Linked DNA regions of Mus musculus: region 2 is linked to region 1. Evidence: chromatin contacts called from public Hi-C data. All regions are on one chromosome and are shown on one strand. The core of a region is the stretch at or near the end of the contact, and the rest is flanking DNA. Distances in the headings are between cores, read along the strand shown.

What was found. A called contact is a pair of places that touch in the nucleus more often than the background predicts.
Region 2: a Hi-C map of liver shows a contact between it and region 1, with 2.3 times the contacts expected there. The contact joins two enhancer-like sites. A contact is called at or near these places in 3 of 39 promoter capture datasets (the SN4741 cell line, embryonic stem cells and liver), 9 of 484 Hi-C or Micro-C datasets (the G1E-ER4 cell line, the HPC-7 cell line, bone marrow-derived macrophages and 2 more), 4 of 115 datasets of contacts at active chromatin or transcription factors (embryonic stem cells, kidney, large pre-B cells and 1 more) and 1 of 9 other capture datasets (embryonic stem cells).

What each region holds. Positions count from the first base shown.
Region 1 is chr10:95,147,999-95,154,220 of GRCm38.p6, reverse strand. No RefSeq gene overlaps it. Among named protein-coding and RNA genes, the nearest start is that of Gm29684, 5.3 kb to the right of the region's middle. Within about 2 kb of position 1,435, at least 71 of the 459 cell types and tissues checked have an H3K27ac peak or open chromatin away from gene starts, as enhancers often do. A contact at or near this core is called in liver, where this site is marked.
Region 2 is chr10:95,434,752-95,440,456 of GRCm38.p6, reverse strand. No RefSeq gene overlaps it. Among named protein-coding and RNA genes, the nearest start is that of 5730420D15Rik, 20 kb to the right of the region's middle. Within about 2 kb of position 1,431, at least 22 of the 459 cell types and tissues checked have an H3K27ac peak or open chromatin away from gene starts, as enhancers often do. A contact at or near this core is called in liver, where this site is marked.

The DNA.
Region 1 (6,222 bases), core at 186-2,685:
TTCCTCCCTTCCTTCTTTCTTTCTTTCTTTCTTTCTTTCTTTCTTTCTCTGTCTCTTTCTTCCTTTTAATCCCAGTTTGGTACTTTGTCCTTTGTGATATTAGCAAGGGCTCCCACGCATAGGCTTTCTTTAAGGTTGATTGGAATATTGTTCTTCAACTGTGTGAGAGGGGAGAGAGTGTGGTAGGAAGAGCCTTGAGCATAGAGCACTTCCTCAAGCTCAATCCAGCACCATCTCAAACGGGCTAGTGTGATTCAGGCATACACTCCTTGGCTGTGCCTTCTGGAAAATAGGTATATAACAACAGCTGCTGACTTCTCCACATGGTTCCAAAACGAAAAAGGAGATACTAGCTGTGAGTCATATATGTGGGATCAAGGTGTTAGGCAAGATAGGAAAGCAGTCTTTGGACACATAAATCTATAAGCAAGGTCGACACCAAGATGGCCAGGACCCTTGCCTCTTACCTTGGTCTCAAGAGTGTATTAGCTCTCTGCCCTTGGATATTTCATTCCCTCCTCTTCCTTCATGTGACTTTGCTTCCCCTTATTCCCAGTGGGGCTTGAGCCACTCTCTGTCATTACAAGGAGGAGTGCTCTTTTGAGAGCAGAAAGCTGACAACCCTAGTCATCGTACTAGGAGTTCCTGGAGCTTTACCTGTTGAATATGGACACTGAGGCTGCCTGGCAACTACAGCTCCCAGCGGAGATTTATCACAGAAAATGACCTCAGTCCAGAGAGCTTCCATGGGGACTGTCATATGCTATGGCATGGCGAGCAGCAGGTTTGGGAAGGACGTTAACATTATCCAGTGCTTTTCAGGCTCAAGGTGGGGAGTGAGGCACGAGCGAGGCTGCTATCTCTCTGACTTTGCAGAGAAGGCTAAAGCTCTGGAAGGTCAACTGGGTCGCTTAAGGCCACACAAGCTTAGGCATGGGTAAGTTAACATTTGAATCTGCATTCTTTGAGGGTTTCTGTCACTTCATACCAAGGGGTATCAAATATAGTCACTTCTATTTTGTAAAGGAGAGAAAATACACAGGGAGCCAGAATAATTACACTGTCTTAACCAGAGGCTGAGATCACAAAGGCCCTGTAGTTTTGCCTTCAGGCAAAAGTGGGGTCAAGCTGTTGATTTAAAATGAAAAAAATGAAATTCTTACATTTCTCTTGAGACGAGGTACAGAGGTGCTTTTTAAACAACATTTCCTCTTCAAACATGCCCGCAGGAAATGCCCGTGCCAGCCATGCAGGCCTATTAATGGTTAAAGGGCAAGGGTCACACTGAGATACAGTGGCCCTAAAATAAAGTTATGAAACCGTATCAGTCTGGCAAGGAGAAATGAAAGGAAACACAGAATGTTCTCAGATACATAGAAAGGGTTTTGTTTCACAACTTCTCTAAACAAATTCTAAACCTTGTGTACTTCTAGGAAGCCGGGCAGTTAGCGACTACCCTGCTGCTCGCAGCCAGTGCGTAGCATCGTCAGAGCATGACCTGACTTGTGAGCCTGCTGCTCCTGAGCAAACACGTGCTTTCCTGGTAGTGATTCTTAATGTTTCTGCTGGAAGGTTGATGGTGCTCTGAGCACTTTAGTTGGGAACATAGATTTTATTGAGTGCCTAGTCAGCTGTGACCAAGTTACAAAGGCTACACATAGAGTCACGTACCAGCTCTGATAGGGAAAAGCAGGCAAGCCATCTAAGAGTTATGGCTTCTCTGTTAGGGTGAGAACTACAATAAAAGTAGGCCAGGGTACCTGGGAGAGTTCAACAAAGGGTATCCAAGCCAGTGTTGGAAGTTCAGCAAAATGTTCCTGGCTCAAGTGTTATCTAAAGCAAGGCCCCAAAGATGGGGAGCTAGTGGGGTATGTCTTAGGGTTTTACTACTATGCACACCATGACCAAGGCAACTCTTATAAAGAACAACATTTAATTGGGGCTGGCTTACAGGCTTAGAAGTTCAGTCCATTATCATCAAGGTGGAACATGGCAGCATCCGGGCAGGCATGGTGTAGGAGGAGCTTAGAGTTCTACATCTTCATCTGGAGGCTGCTAGCAGAAGACTGACTTCCAGGCAGCTAGGATGAGGGTCTTAATGCCCATAACCACAGTGACACACACACTCCAACAAGGCTATACTTACTCCAACAGGGCCACACCTTCTAATAGTGCCACTCCCTGGGTGGAGCATATACAAACCATCACAGGGTGTTTTGCTTTCCTTTCCTGCAGAGAAGAGAATGTATGGGAAGGGCCAGAAGAGAATATGTATGTCTGGGAAGTTGAAAGGGATTCTGTGTGGCTAGTGGAGATGGTTGAATACTCAGGTAGAGACTTGTCTTATACACTGTGTTAGAGACTTAAGGATCATCAGAGATTTAAGAACGAGGATACGATGGTAACTTACATTTTAGAAAGATCATGATTCTGGGCATGTGTATCCCAGAAACCCTGCAGATTTGGAGCATGAGATACAGGATGGGAAGAAGAACAAAAGCATGAGGTGGTAGCTGTGGTTCATACTCTAGACGGTCATGGTCTAGTCCAGGTCATATTGCCAGACATGAGAAAGAAGAAAGCGGTCTAAGAGCTCCCTTAAGAAGTTTATCAGATCAACAAGACTCTGTGTTGGATTCAGTATGAGGGTTATATAGGGAAGTGGTCCAGGATGCACGCGGTACCCAGGTTTCTGGGATGTTGATGAGATCAGTATCTTAGTTACTGAGCACTGCAGAAGAAACAGATATTTTTGAGAAGTGTTAGGGAGTTGTATATTAGCTGTTCTCTTGTTACTGTAAAAGAAAAAAATTGCAATGAAAGGAACTTAAGGAAAAGTTCTAAGGAGTAGAGTTCATAATGGCAGAGAAGGCATGCCAGCTAGAGCAAGATGGTCACACTGTGTACACAGTAAAGAAGTAAGGGCTGGTTTCTGTTCCTTAGCTTGCTTCCTCTTTTGCAATCATCCAGCCCAGTGCTACTCACAGTCAAGTGACATCATTCTTGCCCAGCTAAACCTTTCTGGAAACACTCTCCGACACATAAGCACAGAGGTATGCTTATATGGCGATTCCAGCCAAGGTGGCATTGAAGCTTAACCATCACAAATCCAATTTGGCAAATGATGCTGGAAACATGTAGGGTGACCAGATGGAGTTCTTTTCATAAGATTGTATTGGCCATGGACCCAAACTTCTGGCCATTCATGTGTTGTGATATAAACCATGGCCCAATTATACTCATAGGTGCTACCAGAAATAATGTAGCAGTATGGGGAGAGGTCTGTTTAGAGATATCTAGATAGGAGGGTGACAGCCTTCTCCTGCTGATACAAGGAGTCAGCCCTATGGAAAGCAGAGGTCACTGGGACTTCAGACCTTGATCTATTTTTGCTTCTCAGCCAGAAAACTCTAAGAAAAATCTTAAATAAGATTCCAACTCAAGAAATCCCCAACTAAGTGATAGCTTGGCATTCTATTTTTCTACCTTATTATGATTATGGAAAGCAATACATTGCAGTTTTTAAAAAAACTGAAAATGAATGTTTAATGTGTATCTTATCCTGGACCAGCGATGAGAGGTATGATCCTCTGCTGATGCTATGCAGAGGCAACGACCCACAACTGCTAGTCAGGCAAACTGAGGGATGCCCCATGCTCCACACTAGTGGTTCTCCACCTGTGAGTCGTGGCCCCTTTGGGAAGTCAAATAACCCTTTCACAGGGGTTACCTAAGACCATTGGAAAATGCAGATATTTACGTTAGAACTCCGAACAGTAGCAAAATTACAGGTATGAAGTAGCAATGAAAATAATTTTATGTTTGGGGATCACCAGAACAGGAGGAACTGTGTTAAGAGGTCACGTCATTAGGCACCTCTGCTCTACAGTGAACTGTGTTGCTAAACTGTGACACTCCATAGGCCATGCTAGTAGGAATATGGAAGACATTGGTGCTAAGGGTATTTTGAACTGTGCATACCTGGCTCTAGAGGTTTCAGTGAAGAAGAATTTTAGTATGTGTCCTAAGAGTGTTCTTGTGGTATCTTGGTGAAGAAAGTGGCTTTGTTTTGCCTTTGTTTGAGGGGTCTACCTGAGACAAAGGTAAAGAGATTTATATTAATTGCATTGACAAAGGAAGTCTCAAAGAAGCCCAGCAGAGACTTTGCTCTTATTCTATGGTTTAGCCTCATGAAGAGCATTTTGATCAAGCATAGCAAGCTTCAAAAGGAAAAGTACAAAATGGAAAAGAACAAAATGTATGGTTCAAAGAATAAAGGGGCAGCAGGAAGTAGAATGGAGCTGAATCCTGCATTCAAGGAGATAAACAGATTAAGGGAGTGTCGACCTCTTGGCAAGGTTCCACACAGCTAAGCTTATTGTTTATGTGTTTGCAGTTGAACAAGGGCACTGCCTGATTATGGTTTTCATTTGGACTTTTAATCTGGAATGAACTACAATCCAGAAATGGAGGAGACAGGCTTTTGATCTGCACCTTGAGGGAATAGTGACCATGGAAAGCTTAGGGTACAGGCCTTGAATCCCAGGAGACAGAGGCAAGCAGATCTCTGAGTTCAAGATCAGTCTCTAAAGCAAGTTCCAAAATAGCCAAGCTTAGGTAGTAAAGGAGCTGGAAAACAGAAAGCTGGTGATAATGTAACAGAACAAGGGGGTCAGGTTCCATCCCCAGCAAACAACAGACCTTGGCAGCTTTGGCCATGTAGCTCTGGCTTTAGAGTCAAGAATAGAAAGGACTACTAGAACAATTGATGCTTGTTGGCTGGAGCTAAGAAATTAGCAGTGATTAAGAAGAGACCAACATCATTGATCTGAGAAGTAACATTTTGGGGGGACCTAAGGAAGCTGTGTTCCAGGGATAGCCAAGGTGCCTTGTGCTTCAGCTGGAGTCGGTAAGAGTCACCCAGGTGATACTGGTTTTGAAGGCATAAAGGGGTCGTGGAGAGCAGCTGAGGCATGTCATTGTGAAAGGCCAAGGAAGGCCACTGGTGAAGAGGCCCAGGACTGAAGGGATCATGCAAAGAAGTTGAGGCTTGGCACCATGAAGGTAGTCTATGAGAGGCGATGGGTGAAGCTTAGATGCAGTGAAAAACCCCATGTATTAGAGATGCCAGTACCATAGAATGACTACAAAGAACAGCAGCAGTAGCGACATGGAGCCAACCAGAGCCTAGAGTGCTACAGAGGGCAGAGCTAGGCAAGAGAGCCAAGTCCTTTGGAGGAGCCCAAAAGATCATGTGTGGATCCCAGACATTGTAACAAGAAGCTGTGAAGTCAAAGTTGCCTTGGAGACCCCAAGGTGTTAGAGACGTCAAAGCCATGGGATTTCTGCTGAGGAAAGCGGCTAAGTGGGAGTGAAACCAGTGCAGGAGGAAGAAGTTTGTTGTAGTCAACAAAGATGAGAGGAGTTGGAGATTTCAAGAGCACTTTGACATCAGATGTGGAGATGAAGAAGTTGGAGTTTACCCAGCTGGTCCAGGATTTCTTCACTGTGATGTTTTGGTATGGTAATGTATATCCCGTGATGTTTGAGGTTTGTCATCTGTTTTTTGATTTTGACTTTATAGGAGATTACAGCTAAGTGATTGAATAAATCTCAAAAAAGACTTTGAACTTTGGACTTTGAACATTGTTGAGACTGCTATAGACTAAGGGGACTTTTGAAATTAGACTAAATATATTTTTGCTGTATTTATGTATTGCCCCTGATATTATCATGTCTTTGAATAAGCCTCTGGAGGCCAGGGAGTGGAATGTGGTCGTTTGAATACACTAGGCTCAGGGGTAGCACTATTAGTGAAGTGTGGCCTTGTTGAAGTAGGTGTGGCCTTGTTGGAGGAAGTGTGTCACTGTGGAGGTGGGTTCTGAGTCCCTCCTCCCATTTACATGGGGCATAGTCTTCTGTTTGCCTTTGGAACAAGGTGTAGAACTCTCAGCTCCCCCAGTACCATGCCTGCCTGGACGCTGCCATGCTTCCAGCCATGATGATAATTGACTGAACCTCTGAACCTGTAAGCCAGCCACAATTAAATGTTTTTCATAAGAGGTACCTTGGTCATGGTGTTTCTTCACAGCAATGGAGACTCTAAAACACCTCAAAATAAACACACACACACACACACACACACACACACACACACACACACCAAAACAAAGCATAGAAAACATCTCATCGTGGTAGCTGTAGTATCTCACAATGTGTCTC
Region 2 (5,705 bases), core at 182-2,681, 290 kb before region 1:
CTGAGTTCCAGAACTGTAAGATTCCAAATCTGTGTTGTTTTGAGTCACTGATTGGTTGGAATTTATGATAGTGACCACTAACAAACTCCAACACTCCCTAAAAGAAAATGGTGGTGCTTTTTCCAGAAGGAAGGGGGTGCTGGGTGGGGAAATGCCAGAGTCTGTAAACTAGACTCTGGGCATCTTGTTAGGTATTTGCTGTGGGGAGAAGAAATCTGCGTTCAGTCTCATCTATAGTCCTGTGTATCGGGTCCTCAGGGCTCACTGTGCCCTTCAGCAAGAGCAGAAAAGCCTGCATGTACTGCCCAGCCCGGACACCTGCTTCCTTCCCTCACTGCTGTTCACCACCAACAAGTTACTCAATCTTCGTAGGCTTCGGGAAGATGATGATACTCATCAGATGGGTTTTATGAAGATTAAAGATGAATACATTAAAAAAAAAAAACTTGGCCGCACTGCTGGCACATAGGGTACACTTAAGCTACTAAGTAATTCTTGGGACATTAGGTAATATAGTATAATTCTGCCTTGGTGCCAGACTGCTTGGGTATGAAAGTTACCTTTGCCACTTGGAATGTCTGTGTGAGCAAGTGATTAATGATCTCTTAGGCCAGTTTCATTCTTATGCGAAACGCAAATGCTACGGGTATTACCTCATCGAGAGGTGAGGAGGAGTGGGGTCAGCATGTTTAACTCAGCAGCTACTGTTTGATGTATATGATCCATGCCATCCCCACCATCAGCTGTCCACCTTTGTCCAAGGTTGCCCTCCCTCCCTCCCTCTGGATGGTTGATACGTAAGCAAAGCATCCCAGGAGGGTGGCATCTCACAGGATCACCAAGACCTTCTCATGTGGGAGGAACCATGGTTGCCACACCGTAGGGGAGCAATATTATCTTTCTTCCAATCAGGAAGCAAGACACGGCAGTCCTCTGGCAAGCTGCGTACTTAGCACACGAGAAACGAGGGCAGTAGGAAATTCAGTGTCCAACGCACACCTCACTCTGTGGGACAGGGATCCCTACAGACTGCAGGGTCTTGCTTTCCTCTCCCCTGCAGTCTGCAGGAGTGTAGGGTTGACCTGTTGTTGTTTTCACACTTGATAACAAGGTGAGAGAACATTAGGTTAAGGAGCCTGGGGTTTTCCTGTTGAGAGTAATCCTTTCAGCAATACCAAGAACTCTCACTTGAGAGATAACAACAGGACCTATGACAGGCCATCTGTAAACAATCGTTTGATGGCGATAGCTGATTTAATCAGAACGTTCTGCTTCTCCCCCACGTGAACCCGCACAGAGAGCGCGCCAATCCAGCTGCAAGAAAATATTTGTTTAACTTTGCCACATTTATTTACTCGTTGGGACTGTTTAACTTGATTGGACGGAGCAGTTGGAAAGAGCGAAAATACCCCAGGCCTTCTATGTCTCTGATAACCTGGCGACATCTGCCTCTCAGCCTGTTTGTGTTGTGTTTCTCAAGTCCTTTGCCCTCATCCTCCTAGTCAGAGATTTGGCCTCTTTCTGCACCAGGCTTTGGGGACAGGAGGGTAGAATCTGTCCCTGCCTAGCCTTGCAAATGATTTTAAAATATGATGCTTACCCTACAAAGTCTATTGAGAGATGTGTCTGTGCAAGGCATTGTCTGTGAAGTGCTATGTATCATAGGAAAACATGGGTTAAGTCATAGGAAATCCCCAGTGTCATTAAGACCCACACTAGACGCACAAATACTTACAGGGCACATAGAAACTCCAGGAGGTCTGTAGCTAGGCTCTCAGGAAGGTTTTGAAGAGGTGTTATATTGAGGACAGGCTCCAGGGTGGGGGTGGGGTTTAAAGTCTGTGAGTGAGCTTTGGCAAGATGGCTCCGTAGGTAAAAGTGCTTCTGCTAAGACTGATGACTGAGTTGGATCCCGGAATCCATGTGGTGGAAGGAGAGCACTAACTTGTCCTCTGGCCCCCACATGGGCACCAGGGTACTTGAGTGTACAGCCCATGTCCCCTACAGAAAGAAAGTCAATGTAATTTAAAAAAAAAAAAAACTATTTAAGGTGAGAGCAGAGGAAGAGCTCAATGAAGAGGTGGCTGTAGCTGCAGCTGGTTTTTCTGAGTTGGGGAGGATTAAAAATATAGACAGCCCTTCAGCTCACATCAGCTGATTCAACCAACCGAAGCTTAAAAGCACTCAGAACCAAACTGCCCCTGCGCAGAACACATCACACACTTTTACAAATAATTGTTTTTAAAGGTTTTGTTTTTGTTTTTACAAGTATGTGTTAGGACCTAGGTAAACTATTAAGGCCTAAATGAAATAATAAGGCCTGGGTAAGTGTTAAGGCCTAGGTGACTGATACCTGAATAACCTGCCATTGTAAGGAAACTTTCCCACATGTTTCTGCTGTTACTAGGAAACTCTAATGCCAAGATGGTCTTCACACTCTGTTATGTACTGTGCTCTTGAAAACCAATCACGACAGAAGTCAGTAGAACTGTTTTGTATAGTTACCTACAAATAAGCTTGGACCCGACCAACCACCCAGGAGCCCTTCCTGCACCTATGTATAAGCTGCCCCTGGGAAGGACCCCAACATAAGAGAGACACCTGTACCAGAAGAAGAAACGTTTTGGAATAAGACTTCCATTTTGAGTAGTGGTCTAAGTTCCCAAGTTTAAGTTCCCAAGACCTCCCTGGGAACTGACATCCTATTTGGCAGAAAGAGATGTGTACATGGGTAACTGACATCCTGGTTGGCAAGTTCAGACATGAATGTTAGACAAGTTCCATCCTGACAGACAAGTTAGAACATGAATATTAGACAAGGCAAGTCCCCTGCCACAGTTGAATATCCCAGTCAGTGGGAGCGGGATTAATGCACAACTAAGACATGTTCCTAAGGAAACCCCTATCCCTAAATGCTGATTGGTGGAATAACTTGGCACAGATGTTTGTGGAATTTGGGCTTAAAAAACCCTGTAAGATCTGGACCATGGCCCCGGTTGACCAGTCCTGGGGTGTATGCTCAATTAACTATCCCTGTGTGACTGAGATCATAGTCACGTGGTTTGTGAGGCGGTTCCTGGACCCTAACATATGTATTAATCATATACAGCAGTGGTGCCATTATGATCTTTGCATGCATAAAGACGCAATGTCTTTTTTTTTTTTTTTTTTGGGGGGTTTTTTGGTTTTTCGAGACAGGGTTTCTCTGTATAGCCCTGGCTGTCCTGGAGCTCACTTTGTAGACCAGGCTGGCCTCGAACTCAGAAATCCGCCTGCCTCTGCCTCCCGAGGACGCAATGTCTTTTAATCATGGTCGTCCTCTTGTCTTTCTCCCTTGCTTTCAATGTCTTTTTCTTTATTTTTTATGACCCAGTGAGTTCCTGTTAGGGTTGTTTGTAGGAGTGGGGGTGGGAGTCATTTACAGGGCTGTGTGCATCTCACAGGTGACTACATCACTGAAGAAAATGCTTCTCCCTCCCTCATTGACTCTCACAACCTATGATAGACTTCGAACTAAAACGGATGCCAGCAGGTTCAATCTTGTAACATCTTGTGCTGATGACCATAGCTGCTGTGAGTTCAACAGTGTAACAGCCAAGTTGTGTCCAGAGGTCAGTGGCTTCCCATTTCCTCAGGTTCTGACATTCTTCCCGTCCCTTCTTCTGTGATAGTCCCTGAGTCTTGGAAGGGGTGGTATAGATGTCCCACTCACGGTTGTACAGTCAATGGTCGTTTACCCTCATTACTTTGACTTATGAGTCTTGAGGGCACGGCTGATGACTGCAAAGAGAAGCATCCATGTAGCTGGTGTCTGAGTCTCATGATCTGAGTTCCATCACCGTCTACCTGAGGAGGAGGTGGATGGAAAAAACTGACAACTCAAGCTTGCTTTTGTGACATCCACACATCTACTGTAGTTCCTAGATGGACAGACAGACATACACACATACACAGAGACAGAGACACACAGACATACAGACACACACACAGACACACACATACAAACATACACAAAGAGAGACAGAGACACAGAGAGTCAGAGAGACAGAGAAAGAGAGAGAGAAATATGAAAAAGTTCTGTTTCCTGGTCCCTAGGGAAGAAAGGGGCTGCAGGCTACGTACGTTCAATGACTGTTCTAGTTTGGGAATCTTAAGCAACTCCCCAAGGCCATATGTTGACTTGGTCCCAAGACTGAAGCATTATCAGGTTGTAGAAACTTTTAGAAGTTGGGCCTACTGGGAGGAAGTTAATTCATTAGTGAATGTGCCTTCAAAGGTGATATCAACAACCCGACACCTCTCCTTTCTTTACTCTCTGGTTGTCACCAGGTGAGGAGTTTTCCTTTGTCACACAGTCACCATGGCTCACAGACTGAGGGCTCTGAAACTGTGATTATCAAGGTCATTATTGCTACTATTTTGTTACAACAACAGAAAGCTAACACAATGACCGGTGATCAATCATGTCTTTTAATAAAACTGACACTAGTACCTCGGCGACAGGGTTGGCAGAACCTCTGGAGTGAAGTACATTCACCCTTCAGAAGACTCGCATATCACAAACCCATAGAGCAGTGGGTGTTGTAGTTAATATTTCATCTCAATCAGGGGGTTTCTACCCCACCTTTGACCACTCGGTTCCCAGATAAAAGACACAAAACTTTTATACTTATAATAAGCCTTTTAAGTACTAAAGATGGACAGATATCTACCCCCTAAGCTATTCAAATTTATTTCCCCATCAATAATTCCAAGTTGTAAGTTTCCATTTTTCATCTGGGCTGCTCTGAACTCCAAATGGCCAGCCCTCAGGGCCAAGTTTTCATGATTCGCCCACCCCATGGTGTCTTTTCCTTTCTCTAACTTCTCTCTCTCTCCCTCCTCCTGGTTCTTCTCCAATCCCAAGCCTGGGAACAGAAATTGCCCATCTCTCTTCTGCCCAGCTATAGGCTGTAGGCATCTTTATTCACCAATCAGGGATAACTTGGGGGGGGGGAGGGGAGGATACAATAGTATCACTAGGGTTTATGTGAGAATCTTCTCATCCAGGGCCAGTATTTAGCATTACAACAGCCCAAACCTCAACAAGTGTTTCTCAGCTTTCCTAACACTACAGTACTTTACTACAGTTCCTCATGTAGTGGTGACCCCGACCATAAAATTATTTTAATTGCTACTTTGTAACTGTAATTCTACTATGGTGATGAATTGTAATGTAAACATCTGTGTTTTCTGATAGTCTTGGTCACCCCTGTGGAAGCGCCTTTCAACCTCCAAAGGAGTCTTGACCCATAGGTTGAGAATTGCTGACACAGGGGCTTCCTGTAAGGGGACCCCCTTCTTTGGATGCCCTCAACTGGCTGTGCATTTGTATACTGTATAACGAACCGCACAGTGTTAAGTCAAAATTGCACGTCACTGTGGGCCAGGCTCCCGAGACCCACTGAAGTTCACTAAGTTCATTAGCCAAAACGAAATTGGTGTCTGACTTTCCAAGAAATCAGGAGAAAGATAACAGCTGGATTTCCCCAGAGGCAGCTTCAGTTGGCAGGATAACAGTGCCCTTTCTGCCTTAATCCTTTGTCCAAACTAGGTAACCTGGAGTGACCCAACATTAAACATATATTTTTCTATTCTTGCATCTTCCAGCTTGATGCCTTTACCAGGAGAGCAGCCCGACACAACAAAGTCACCTTCTGTCCTTT